Linked DNA regions of Callithrix jacchus: region 1 is linked to region 2. The links are chromatin contacts, called in public Hi-C maps. All regions are on one chromosome and are shown on one strand. Each heading gives the region's core, a stretch centred on a gene start, on an enhancer-like site or on the middle of the called end of the contact. The rest is flanking DNA. Distances are from core to core; before and after follow the strand shown.

The links. Hi-C and Micro-C count contacts between places; a contact is called where the count stands out from the background.
Region 1: a contact with region 2 is called in a Hi-C map of skeletal muscle, with 12 times the contacts expected there. The contact joins two enhancer-like sites. A contact is called at or near these places in 2 of 3 Hi-C or Micro-C datasets (both in skeletal muscle).

Annotation. Positions count from the first base shown.
Region 1 is chr9:121,686,403-121,689,102 of calJac240_pri, reverse strand. No RefSeq gene overlaps it. Among named protein-coding and RNA genes, the nearest start is that of SUDS3, 250 kb to the right of the region's middle. Within about 2 kb of position 1,257, at least 1 of the 16 cell types and tissues checked has an H3K27ac peak or open chromatin away from gene starts, as enhancers often do. A contact at or near this core is called in skeletal muscle, where this site is marked.
Region 2 is chr9:121,464,026-121,466,762 of calJac240_pri, reverse strand. The region is part of intron 10 of SUDS3 (SIN3A corepressor complex component SDS3); the gene reads right to left. Among named protein-coding and RNA genes, the nearest start is that of SUDS3, 30 kb to the right of the region's middle. Within about 2 kb of position 1,447, at least 3 of the 16 cell types and tissues checked have an H3K27ac peak or open chromatin away from gene starts, as enhancers often do. A contact at or near this core is called in skeletal muscle, where this site is marked.

The DNA of each region.
Region 1 (2,700 bases), core at 8-2,507, 220 kb before region 2:
AAAGTATAAGTAGATAAAATAACCCACCAAATAGGCAAAGTGGTTGCTTTTAAAGAGAGGAAAAGGAGAGAAAGGCTGGGAAATTGCTGTTTTATGCAACATGTTTTGTAGAACTATTTGAATCTAAACTGCAGTTTCTCAACCCCAGCACCACTGACATTTGGGACCAGATAATTTTGGGTTGTGTGGTGCTTTCCTAGGCCCTGTAGGATGCTGGCCTTCGCCTACTAGATGCTGATAGAACCCTCCACCCTCCCCACCTGGGACAAGCACAAAGGCACCCACGCATTGCCGTCCTCCAACTCAGCTGAGAACCACTATTCTAAATTGTCTGTATAATTTTAATTTTAAAATACTTTTAAAGAGTACTTAGTGCAGTGACTGGTATACAGTTAGTGCTTAGTAAATGTTAGCAAGGATTATTATTTCCCTGACCTTGCTGGGGCTGCCTTCTCAATTTATCAATAAATATTTCCTGCACCATGACAGGACACATGACAAGCCCCAGAGATCGCCCAATACCATGACTATTATTACTATTAATGAAGGGAACCATAACAGCGTACCATTGCTGGCCTGGAACAGTGTGGTTCGCCCAGCCAGGGAAGCACATCAACACTTAGCAATATCTCATTGTCAGGCTCTTCTTTCATGACCACTGTTAATTTTGTCTTCATAACAGCACTGAGGTTATCCTGCCTGTCTTCTTTCTTTCTTCTTTTTTTTTAGATGGAGTCTCGCTCTGTCGCCCAGGCTGGAGTGCAATGGTGCAATCTCGGCTCACTGCAACCTCTGCCTCCCGGGTTCAAGCAATTGTCCCTGCCTCAGCCTCCCAAGTAGCTGGGAGCTACTTGGGTGGCACCTGCCACCACACCCGGCTAATTTTTGCATTTTTTAGTAGATACAGGGTTTCACCATGTTGGCCAGGCTGGTCTTGAACTTCTGACCTCAGGTGATCCACCCATGTTGGCCTCCCAAAGTGCTGAGATAGGTAGGGCACCCGGCCCTACCTATCTCATTTTAAGGCCATTCCTTACCTATGCTGTGCAACCTTAGGCAGGTCACTTGACCTCTCTGAGCTTCATATTTCCCAAGTGAAATAGATCAACCCTAGATACCTCATAGGAGAGGAAGATATTTTGAGGCCAAATAAGACATCTTTGAATGGGGCACTCATTCTTCAAAGGAACACCAGGTTGCCAATGCCCATTCTCTAAGTAGAGAGTCCTGTTTTGGTTTTCACCCTGAATAGGTGGGTGGGAACCTATTCTAGCCCCTGGGGAACCCAACTGCATGAGGGGCTGGGAGGCAGGTAGGAACATGTGTAAAACGAGATAAGGTTATCGCCCTCTCCAATGACTGGAAGCTTATGAAGGAGGGTGGCTGGAGAGATGCTATCTCCACCCTGAAATATCAGCAAGTTTATCTCTGGCGGTGGCTCAGCCTGGTCAGGGGAGCAAAGGCAACAGGGCGATCAATTGTAACCTGTCCTCCTGTCTGGGGACGCTGGGAGACGCCACCAGCTCACAGCAGGGAAGCTAAACACCAGGTGGGATGTGGACGGGCAGTCCCGCTCCATGGGGAAACTAGGTCAACTGTAACTTCAGACTCCTTCAGGGCAGAATTTGTATCCAATGTAGAAAATGACAGAGGCAGGAGACAGAATCAGAGGGCGCAAGTCTAGCACTTTCTGGCTCTGTGGACCTGGGAAAATCACTACACTTCTCAGAACCTGTTTCCTGCTTAGTAAGAACAAAGGGTGATCCCACGTGACCCACCTTCCTGGGGCTGCTTGAAGGTTTTCCAAACAGCATGATGTATTTTATGTAATCCTGGTAGTATAACACAAATCCAGATGGTACCTGAATGGCCATGTTTATTCTGAAATTTATGTGTATAGTTATTGTATTACACTGCTGGGCTCTGTCACTTTCACCTGCTCTATTTTACCTTATGTCACCTATCACCACCTCGATATTGTATACATTTATTAATTCATTCATTGTGTGTCTCCCCTCACCCTACGATCAGGGGCTTTCTCTTTTGGTGCACCGAAGTACTCCCAGAACCTAAAACAGTGTCAGGTATACACTACGTGCTCAACAAAATTTGTTGAAAGAATATCAGACTACGAGTTCACTGATAATATTGCGTAGGATTGGCTGACATTTTTTGGTTTTCAGTTTTGATTTTTTAAGAGAGAATATTTTAAAAAACAGTAAAGGTGGCATGCAAAACCCTAAACTTCAGGGAGCTACAAGACAATACGTGTGGAAATGCTGAAACCACTGTACAGCATGGCCAGAGCGTTGGGAGTTGTTGGCAGCAGGAATAGCAGTGGGTCTGGGGGCCGAAGTGCAATGCAGGGCAAGTCGTGAATCCCCAGATCTCTCACCTGCAAAATAAAGGAGTCCCAGGCAGGCAGGGTGGCCCACGCCTATAATCCCAGTACTTTGGGAGGCCAAGGAGGACAGATCACTTGAGGTCAGGAGTTCAAGAACGGCCTGGCCAACATGGTGCCAACATGGTGAAACCCCATCTCTACTAAAAATACAAGGGCTGGGCATGGTGGCTCAAGCCTGTAATCCCAGCACTTTGGGAGGCCGAGGCAGGTGGATCACGAGGTCAAGAGATCTAGACCATCCTGGTCAACATGGTGAAACACCGTCTCTACTAAAAATACAGAAAATTAGCTGGGCA
Region 2 (2,737 bases), core at 198-2,697:
CTCCTGAACCACAGTCTCTGAGACCTTCAAGGGATTCTCATGCACTACATGATGTCTTGGGGAACCATTATCCCTAGATTTCAAATCTATTACATTATTTGGATTCTCTGAAAAGATAAGTCCTTAGATATTAAAGTGTTCAAGGCTCACACCTGTAATCCCAGCACTTTGGGAGGCTGAGGCAGGAGGATCACTTAACTCAGGAGTTTAAGAACAGCGTAGGCAACATAGAGAGACCTCATTTCTACTAAAAATAAAAAATATATATATTAGCCAGGCATGGCAGTGGAGGACTGTAGTCTCAGCTCTCGGGAGGTTGAGGCGGGAAGAATGCGTGAGCCAGGGAGATGAAGGCTCCAGTGAGCTATGATCGCACCACTGCACACCAGCCTAGGTGACAGTGAGACCCTGTCTCAAAAAAATTAAAAAATAAAGTGTTCATATGGGGAGTTTTATAGATGAAACCAAAAAGTATGTGACAACCTTAACATACAAATTTACTTTTCAATTTCTAAAGAAAAACCAAAGTGGGAGGGAGAATTTAAAAATTTATTTAGATAAAAAATGTGCTAGGACACAACATCAATAAGGTAGTAACAATGTGCATTATTCTTTTTTTGGCCAATTAACCTGTTTTACAAGCTGCAACTCAGTTGCTGACAAAAGATACTTTAAATAGGAACAAAGAATAAGCCCCACATGTCAAACTGACTTTATTACTTTGTAACTAATGGAAATTCTGACCTGGGACTCTCTACAATTAAGTTCTTAAAGCTTTGTGCCTCATTATTAAACCCAACAAAACCAGAAATTACCACTACTGTACTATTTTGAAAAAGCAATTTCTTAAGAAGGTGGGCACAAAAGTAGGGCAAGGAGGGAACAAAATTAATTTAATTTTGTATCCTACTGAGAATCCTGGTATTAACACTTTATTTCCCCAAAAAGTGAGTCCATGTTATAGTTTCAGAACCTCAAGGAGTCCCAATTCTCCTGGTAAATATTCACTGTTTTAGTTAGTCTTTTGTGTCGACCAAAGGTGGAGTGTGAAATCCACTTGAGCAAGTGGGTGGCTTCATTTCTGATTCACGATAGCAGCCCCAGATTTAAAATTAGGAGAGAAAAAAGAAGTCCACTGGTACCATCAGTTAGTTATTTTCAAATATCAGCTGCTTTTTCACAGTATTTTTTGAGAGGTCATTAGTCCAAATCAAAATGTGAGGTAAATTATAGCCGGATATAAAATGCCTTAAATGCAGTGTAAGACCAAGGCAAAGGGAAGATCCTTATCTTTCAAAATGAAAGGAAGCTGGGCAAGTATTCACACTAAGATGGGAAGCCTGAATCCCATTTGTTTTGCTGAAGCCATTTAAAACTCAGCAAGACATCTTCTGCCAAAAATACGGCTGCACCAAAACATTCCACACCCCTGGAAAGAGCATAAAGAAACGCAGCTGACCTCTCAGCCACAGGCCAAGTCTGCCGAAGAAAGAAAAACGAAACCTCCAAACAGATACAAAAGCCAAACATGAGCCTGGGGAGATGGGAGAGGCTGGCTCTGCAGTGAAAGCCTTGGCCAGGATTCCCAGGAACACTTTTGAACTGTCACTGAGGAAGAGAGGGGCCCATCTTCAACAACTGCATTATTGTCTCTGACTGCCACAGCCAAAACTGAAAAGTACACGGAATAGAGAAGAAAGCAACATTCTCAAAGTATATTTAACAAGAGAATAAACAATTTCAGATTCACTGAAAAAGTTAAATGTGTCTGGTAACATTCGTTTCTAAATTTCTGCTGCTAATGTAAGAAAGATGATGAAAATTCCTTCAAATTACTTAGGGGTTCTAACACATCAAATCTGACCATTCTGTTTACATTAGGAAACACCAGATACTGTGAGTTCTTTCTTTAAAAAAAAAAAAACAAGAATTCTTATGCATGTAATCCTAGCACTTTGGGAGGCCAAGGTGGGTGGATCACCTGAGGTCAGGAGTTCAAGACCAGCCTGGCCATCAAGGTGAAACCCCCATCTTTAAAAAAAAAAAAAAAAGATTAAAACAAAAAGAATTTTATTTTACTCCATTTTCACCCTCAAGACACGTCTCATAAAGTCTGAGGATTAAGCTTAGAAAGAGGAAGATTCAAAGCAACGCAGTTACAAAATGAACATCGTTGGAAATATCACATGGCTTTAAGACTCACAGATCCGTAAAAATGTTAGTGATAAATCTCATCATTTTCAAAGATGCTTCTTATGTGTGGGCTTGATCTTTAAAGGTTATTTGGTTTTCATTATTAGAAACATTTTTCATCTCATTTTGCCCTTCTCAGTGGTAAGCTGTTAGAGCCTGCCACCTAGTGGTGATGTGTTCTGAGACATAAGAAGACATAACACAAAGCGACCTTCCTGAAGAATGCCAAAGAAAACCAAATCAGAGGGGAAGAAGTCATTAAGATCAGCCTTAGGGATAAGGCAAGCCGCCAGCATCTATTGGGTAATTAACTCATGCCACCTCATAGGTAGAAATGATTTACTTCAGGCATGACTAGACCTCTAAGCATTTTTGACAAGTACAATGTTATCAAGTAAACAACCTAACGCAATGCTGTTTTTATTTTTTTAAGAATTCAAAACAACCCATTACCCTAAATTTTGGAACTTTTGGATATTAAAACTCAAAGGATCATTATATAGCCATTATAAATAATTGCAGACACCTTACAGTAACCCAGAAA